2 separate regions of the Mus musculus genome follow, and region 1 is linked to region 2. The links are chromatin contacts, called in public Hi-C maps. All regions are on one chromosome and are shown on one strand. Each heading gives the region's core, a stretch centred on a gene start, on an enhancer-like site or on the middle of the called end of the contact. The rest is flanking DNA. Distances are from core to core; before and after follow the strand shown. Region 1 overlaps Ap1s2 (adaptor-related protein complex 1, sigma 2 subunit). Region 2 has its middle 66 kb from the start of Rnf138rt1.

Region 1 (4,267 bases), core at 1,324-3,823, 100 kb after region 2:
ACAGAATATTGAAATTGGGTGAGACTCATTGACAAAGTATTCTTAAATATTGTAAATCAGTAATGTTATCACAGATGAAGCCTTCCCTGTGAGAACGAAAGCTTCTATAAAGTGAAGCACTGTTACTAATGTTGCTTTACTTGTTTTATCCTTGCTCTATTCTAAATGGGAAAGGGGCAGCTTTTGTAGCCTAATATTTTAGAGTTCTAACTTTAAAATTCATCGGGGATGCTGTAAGGTCCATTTCAGACCCCACCTTGGGATATTTTTGTCACTTTTTGATGTGAAAACATCTAACATCTTGTCAGATATATTTATAAGCAGATGTTTAAAAATTTTAGGGAGTTCCTTAGAATCATTTTGAGGACTTTCAAAAAAATTAATCTTTTAGCTTCAAAGTCACATTTTTTTAAAGTAAGTCAACAATTAAAAGCTTTCATACTTAACAATACCATATGATGGCTAGTTTTAACTTGTTGGGAGGAAGCCTTTTCTCTGGACCTCTCCTTAGTGTAATAGGACCCTGATGAATGTGACACACTGGTGAAAGGGAGTTTTCTAACTGAACTTGCCACTAATTAGCATTTACTTAAACTGGCAATCTTCTCAGATTAGTAGTAAGTACAGTGCTTTAGGATTCTGTGAAATGTAGGTTATCTTGTTTACTGTTACATACCATGAACTTGAAAAAGATAAATCTGAACTGGGCATTAAGAACTTAAGTGTTCAGCCACAAACCAAAGAACAAAAGCAAATCTGATGCTTTAGATCATTTTACTGTGAACTAAACATTCTGATTGTGTCTCCATCAGCTTGTGTACTGTGTGTAAGAATATATGCATTTCTTTTGTAGCCACGCCATGAATATTTTAATGTCCCTGTGTACTAATGACTGCTCATCGACTATGCAGACTTTCACAGAGGAAATAGAGAACTGATATACTTATGAAAGAAAATGTCCTCAGCTTGGTGACTAATTCTCCTGTAAAATAATATATAGCATTTTATAGCTAGTACCTTTATGATTGTATTTTTCTGTGCCTATTCCTAATTCTATTTATTCTGTATATGATATGACATAGTTTTTTCTGTCTACTACTGATTTCTTCTTTACAAAATATGACTTGTGAATGTTTTAATATTCTAAACACATACAAGTTATCATTAGTAAATCATCTGTGATTAATCTTATGAGGGTATAAGAGAAAGACCGGGAACAATCACAAATGTTTACCAAAGAAAATAGTTAGGAACTCAGGCAAAATTAGGAGCACCACAATATTTAATGTAGTTTGATCTTCCACTGTTGAAGAAAACCAAGCTTTATTTAGCACTAAGATTACTTTATAGTCTGTACAAGCTAATATGTTGGACAGTATCACATAAAAATGTGTTGAAGCAATATAAGAAAAAAATCAATTGTATAATTCTCTAAGATCTAAGGTTAAAACATTTCAATTTTTAAGAAATTTTGTATTGCCAATATTTATTAAGCCACATTTATGCAGTGTCAAAAGTCCTTTAAGAACTATCAGAAAGCTATGTCACAAAGTTTCTTGTATTGTTGCTCAGTAACAGCCCTTGAGTCAGTAGTACTGAGCCTACTTATGTGATACAAAATTCTGATATTCATTTTCAATATTCAAACATTTATACTTATTAGTTAATGGCTTCCTAATTAATATATTAAGCCTTCTTCTAAACACTCAGTGCTGTGTTAACAATGGTTGTATATTTTGGAATACTAAAAGTTTTTAATATTAATTTTATAAAAATATGCTTTTAATAATATTTATCAAATTCTACTATTAAAATACCAGATAACTCATTTGTCTATCTAGAGAGTTTAAAACCTAAGTAAATTGTTACTAAACAGTAACTTAAGTGGCATGGTAGTGCATGCCTGTCATCCTAGTACCTGGGAGGCTGATGCAGGAGCAAGATGAGTTACTATAGTACCTAGGGCATCCCTGTCTCAAAAGACAAAAACTAAATATGCCAAAAACTCTAGGAACTTCAGAAGGTACCCAAATGAGTTTCCCACTGAAAGAAGATCTATAAAATGTCTTAGGAAATGTAGTGTTAGGCAGCTGTACAGGTCAGCTCTCTCCATTACCATCTGAAACTTCACAAAACATTGGTCTTTCATTTCCATTTTTCCCATCCTCCCACACTACATGTTGTTCACCTGATTTTAATGTTGCATAAATATGCATTGTCTCATGCCTGTTTGTTTTGGATGCTGTGTGCTGAGCTGTAACAAAATGTTGTGTTTTTGTGAGGGGGAGGGGGTATCTGTATACAGCTGCTTGCTTTAAATTAGCACATTCTCAAATAGCTTTTCCTGCATGTCTGAAATAAAGTATTGCATGTACTTTGTCTCATGTGAATGACTTCTTTCTTCTCCATCCTTTTTGATAAAATAACATTTTATATTTTCATCTCTCCAGGTAATTTTTTTAAGTTGTGATTTTTAAAAAATAACAATTTCTGAGCCTACAATAGTACTAAGTATATTCACATTGTTGTACAACAGATCCCCAGAACTTTTTCAGCTTGCAGAACTGAAATTACATAACTCACCAGCCAACTACTTCCCATTTCTCTCTTACTGAAGGCAGGCCCTGGTAACAACCATTCTATTTTAATTGTTTCCCTAAATAATTTTGAGCTACAATTTCAGTGTCAACTTGCAAAAATTACATTTTGTATTACAAACACTTTGTAAAAACATTGAACTTGTCCAGTCTTAAAGGAATATAATGTGTAAATTAAACCAGACCTTTAGAAAGGACATATATTATTAAATAATGCATGTTCAAAAAGCAACATGATTCTCTCCAGAGCACAGGCAGTGAGCACCTTGGAGAAATGTGATGAGCTTTAGGGAATAGTTATAGGGCATTTTTATCTAGAGATGCTGAGCATATGAACTGTATAAAATGCAGTGTAATGATGCTTTAACAAAGTCAGGGTTCCATGAAGTTTTCCTTTGAGTTGGTATTAGGTGGAAGCACTTTTAAATTCACATGTCCTTTGACTCAGGACAATGACTATTTTCTTTTCCACCTCTTTTGATAAAATATTTTACATTTTCATTTTTCCAGGTAATGTTTTAAATTGTAAGAAAAAAAAACATAGAATTCACCATTTTAACCATTACTCAGCCCACAGTATGAAATAGTTAAGTGGTTCAGATGTCACTCTCAGTATATTTAATGGTTATAAAAGCCAAACATTTTAAGCAGGGGAGATGGGACTCTATTGCTACTGTTGTTAGACTGTCTTTAAAAAAAAAAAAAAAAACCTATCATGAAAACATCTAGACAAAAACAGAGAATCCCAAAGAAAGGATTCATACACACATCATTCAACAACAGCAGTTATCAACCTCACATGCGCCTCAGGCACAAAGTGCTACTTCACCTTTAGTGCTCCAGTATTAAAGTGTTCCTAACAGCTAAGAAGCACACCACACAAAATGAACAAGAACTACTTTTGTCTTGTGATTGGCTCCATTTTCCTAATTGTCAGGGGAATGAATGACTTCTTACAGTTAAATTAGGTTCCAAAGACATTTTATATCAGATGGTTCATAGGCCTTCAGTCCCTCAATTTTTAGCAAGCCTGTTTTTCCCCCTAGTCTTTGCCATTAAAAACCAAACACCTTTTAATACCAGTTTGCCACATTCCTATTTAGGTGATTATATTCTTGTGGCAGTGTTTACCTTTCTCTTTTATCCTCCAACTTTCTTAGATCTGTAACCTGATTACACTGAAGTTAAAATTGGGGCGGCAAGTGTACTTCATAGATTATACTACCTCTTTGAAAAGTGTCCTTTCCCACTTAAGCTGATTTTCACCCATATTTCATTACTAGATAAGCATATTAACAGGCATTCTAAGAACATTTTTTGGCTATGGTATTTAATACTAAATGCTAAACCCTTCATTTAGATTTCAGCTAATATTTGTTGAAGCACTTTCTTTAAATCAGGCATTGAGCCTTAAACTCATTCTCAACACATGGAGGTAAGTACTACTACTTTTGTTTTCCAAATATGGAAACAACAGAGTTTAAGTCATTTAAGATGACACTGTATAGATTCCTACCATTCAACCTAACATTCTAAAGATTCCTGATGTAATTTAATTTTTCTTTTCCTTGTTTTGTGCTGTCTCATAATTAGGATGCAAAAGTAAGTTTATTATTGGTTAACAAAATCTTACATTATTTTCATCTATTAAAGTTGCTAGTAATAGCCAA
Region 2 (3,878 bases), core at 755-3,254:
AAAGTTAAGAAGTACTACATTCCACGTGCTTTTAAATTTTCTCCTTTGAGGTTATGTTATGTTGTATACCCTTGCGTTTAAAGATTATGCACCTTGAAATTATTAAAAACAGAATTATTGAATCAGAAGAACTTTTTAATTTGATTTTTATTAATTAAAACACCCACTTAAATGTGAATCATTTAATTCAAATAATTGCATTGTTTTCTTTTAATTTTCTACTTATCATGAGGGAGGGAGACACAAATACCATGCAGGTCAGTGGGCAATGTAGAGTAAGTTCTCACCTTCCATTATGGAATAAGGGATGGAAATCAGGTGATCAAAGTTACACCTCAAGTGCCTTTATTTGGCAAGTCATTTCACTGAACCTTATTTGTTTATTGTAGATATACTTGTTCCTAATTTGGTATCCAAGACCCTAATTTGGTCTTGGTGTTCCCATCTATCTGGTTTCTCTTCTTAGTCTTTGCTTGCTTCTCTTTTCTTGAATGTTCCAAGGCTCAGTCCCATCTCTCTTTTCCTGTCTCTCTCCACAACATCACTCTAACTCAACTTCAAATTCTACATACATAACTATCTTCAGCTATATCCCCACATGCATTCCTCTTCAACTTCTAGGTTTTACAATCTAATCATGTACTCAACAGACGTATGTGATGACCGTCTCAAACTCACCATCTTAAAGTCTTCTCCCTGAAACATTGGCTCTACCAACAGCCTTCCCCATCTCAGAGAATATCAATAATTACCTTTCAGTTACTGAGGGAAACAACTTGATACTTTCTCAAGTTCACCCTATTCATGAAGAAACTTTGAGAACTTTACTTTGAAAATGTCCAGGTGCTTACTACTCCATTTGTATTGCCATGATCCAAGCACCTTGCCCCTTGCTAGGAAAACTGTAATAGTGCCCCTCTTCAGTATGTCTCCTTGCCTAAAGTTATCCCTTCCCCATACTACCTAGCAGCCAGGATGGACTTTTGGCAGCCAAAGCAAGATCTTGTTGTGTTCTCAGCTCAAAAATTCTCCAGTGGTTCTCCTTTTCCTCCCACACTCAGTGTCCCTTATCACGTTCCACACTTTTTTATATTTCCATGGCTAGTACCACATTTTTAAAAGAGTTGTATAAAACATTTAATTTATTGATCTTTTGGGGAAATTTGACACGCCATCACTGTATCCCAATGGAGTCATTAATCTTGTAGCTTGGATGACATTAGCTCCTTCGTTTTTATGGTGCTGTTGAGGAATCAGCTCTCTGCAGAAGCTCAAGAGAATGGCCTTTGGAGAAATATGCAAGTTCCATCTAGATATTTTCAAAAGCTCTGTTCACTCTTTTCTCCTTTTCATTGTTCACAGTGTTTATCTTCACAAGATTAGTGCTAACATGTTTGGTCTTGGTTTTTATTTTGTTTTGTTTTGTTTTTATTTTTTACCTTGAAGCTTTTTTGTCTGGCTGTATGAAATACATTCCTGGACTTCTGCCCTCTTAATTTGCTCTATGCCATTGGCTCGTGTATCCCATGTGGCTACTGAAGCTCTGGGTATGCAATCCAAAGGTACAGTCAGTATCACTTTTCAACATGGTATATGGTTTCTATATTGCATCTTTTGTTTGTTATCATCTTGAAAAAAAGCTCCACAAGGGCACGTTCTTCCCTCCTATATCCCAAGAGTCTATGCCACTTGCTTCATATTACATAAATGAAAGAAAGTAGTATTACTCTTTAGCCTGAATGCTCCTTAACCTACGTGGAAAGATACTAGGACAATAAGTGACAATTATCCCTCATTGTCAACCTCGCCATAATCTAGAATTACCTGGAAGGGCCTCTAAGCATATCTGTGGGGGATTATCTTTATTATGTTAGTTGAGATAGCAAGACTCAGCAACTGTAGGTGGCACTGTTCCCTAGGCAGGAGATCCTGGGCTATATAGGAGTAAAGAAAAAAGACTTGAGCAATAACGTGTGTGTGTGTGTGTGTGTGTGTGTGTGTGTGTGTACATTCATTGTTCTCTCCTGACTGTGCATGTAACAGGATCAGCTGCTTTAAGTTCCTGCTGCATTGACTTCCCCAGTGTGGTGGACTGTACCATGAGCTGTAAGCTAAAAATAAAAGCCCTTTCTTCCTTAACTTCCCCAGCCTATTTTATCAGAACAACAGAAAAGCAACTAAGACAGATACCATAACTCTATGCACACACACCTAACTCCACCCTCATGAATAGGTTATTGACTGCTGAGCCCCTAGGATCTTTATATAAGAGTAGCTAGCATCTGTCCAGAATCTGTCAGTCTCCTTATTTCTGTTTGTGAATACCTGCAAGTTGTCAACAGGAAAGTCTCAAATGCAAATAATTTTCATTGAAAATGTTTGTGGTAAATGAACTCACATGATATGTACTCACTGATAAGTGGATATTAGTCAAGAAACTTAGAATACCCAAGATACAAGATACAATCTACAAACACATAAAACTCAAGAAGAACGAAGACCAAAATGTAGACACTTTGCCCCTTCTTAGAATTAGGAACAAAACCATGGAAGGAGTTACAGAGACAAAGTTTGGAGATGAGACAAAAGGACGGACCATCTAGAGACTGCCATACCCAGGGATCCATCCCATAATCAGCCTCCAAACACTGACACCATTGCACACACTAGCAAGATTTTGCTGAAAGAACCCTGATATAGCTGTCTCTTGTGAGACTATGCCAGGGCCTAGCAAACACAGAAGTGGATGCTCACAGTCAGCTATTGGATGGATCACAGGGCCCCCAATGGAAGAGCTAGAAAAAGTACCCAAGGAGCTAAAGGGGTCTGCAACCCTATAGGTGGAACAACAAATATGAACTAGCCAGTACCCCCCCCCCCGGAGCTCGTGTCTCTAGCTGCATATGTATCAGAAGATGGCCTAGTCGGCCATCAGTGGAAAGAGAGGCCCATTGGTCTTGCAAACTTTATATGCCTTAGTACAGGGGAACGCCAGGACCAAGAAGTGAGAGTGGGGGGGGGGAGGGGAGTGGGGGGAGGGTATGGGGAAATTTTGGGGTAGCATTGGAAATGTAAATGAAGAAAATACCTAAAGAAAAGAAAAGGAAAGGAAAGGAAAGGAAAGGAAAGGAAAGGAAAGGAAAGGAAAGAAAAGAAAAGAAAAGAAAAGAAAAGAAAAGAAAAGAAAAGAATTCCACCTCACACCAGTCAGAATGGCTAGGATCAAAAATTCAGGTGACAGCAGATGCTGGCAAGGATGTGGAGAAAGAGGAACACTCCTCCATTGCTGGTGGGATTGCAAGCTGGTACAACTACTCTGGAAATCAGTCTGGAGGTTCCTCAGAAAACTGGACATAGTACTACTGGTAGGTCCAGCAATACCTCTCCTGGGCATATACCCAGAAGATGTCCCAACTGGTAATAAAGACACATGCTCCACTATGTTCATAGCAGCCCTACTTACAATATCCAGAAGTCCCTCAACAGAGGAATGGATACAGAAAATGTGGTACATTTACACAATGGAGTACTACTCAGCTATTAAAAACCATGAATTTATGAAATTCTTGGGCAAATGGATGTATCTGGAGGATATCATCCCAAGTGACGTGACCCAAACACAAAAGAAGTCACTTGATATGCACTCACTGATAAGTTGATAGTAGCTCAGAAACCTAGAATACCCACGATACAACTTCCAAAACACAAGAAAATCAAGAAAGAAGACCAAAGCATGGATACTTCATTCCTCCTAAGAATAGGGAACAAAATACCCATGAAAGGAGTTGTAGAGACAAAGTTTGGAGCTAAGACGAAAGGATGGACCATCCAGAGACTGCCCCACCCAGGGGTCCATCCCATAATCAGCCACCAAGCGC

What was found. Hi-C and Micro-C count contacts between places; a contact is called where the count stands out from the background.
Region 1: a Hi-C map of bone marrow-derived macrophages shows a contact between it and region 2, with 4 times the contacts expected there. The contact joins two enhancer-like sites. A contact is called at or near these places in 12 of 39 promoter capture datasets (the 3T3-L1 cell line, 3T3-L1-derived adipocytes, the C10 cell line and 7 more), 5 of 15 datasets of contacts at CTCF or cohesin (CD8 T cells, the NIH/3T3 cell line, large pre-B cells and 2 more), 55 of 484 Hi-C or Micro-C datasets (the 3T3-L1 cell line, 3T3-L1-derived adipocytes, B cells and 30 more), 5 of 115 datasets of contacts at active chromatin or transcription factors (CD8 T cells, astrocytes, bone marrow-derived dendritic cells and 2 more) and 3 of 9 other capture datasets (adipose tissue, liver and pancreatic islet).

Annotation. Positions count from the first base shown.
Region 1 is chrX:163,927,173-163,931,439 of GRCm38.p6, forward strand. It overlaps Ap1s2 (adaptor-related protein complex 1, sigma 2 subunit), which reads left to right. Exons shown (of 6, transcript NM_001290379.1): 5 at 4,191-4,199. Among named protein-coding and RNA genes, the nearest start is that of Gm52456, 20 kb to the left of the region's middle. Within about 2 kb of position 2,574, at least 1 of the 459 cell types and tissues checked has an H3K27ac peak or open chromatin away from gene starts, as enhancers often do. A contact at or near this core is called in bone marrow-derived macrophages, where this site is marked.
Region 2 is chrX:163,825,722-163,829,599 of GRCm38.p6, forward strand. It overlaps the pseudogene Gm20188. Among named protein-coding and RNA genes, the nearest start is that of Rnf138rt1, 66 kb to the left of the region's middle. Within about 2 kb of position 2,005, at least 10 of the 459 cell types and tissues checked have an H3K27ac peak or open chromatin away from gene starts, as enhancers often do. A contact at or near this core is called in bone marrow-derived macrophages, where this site is marked.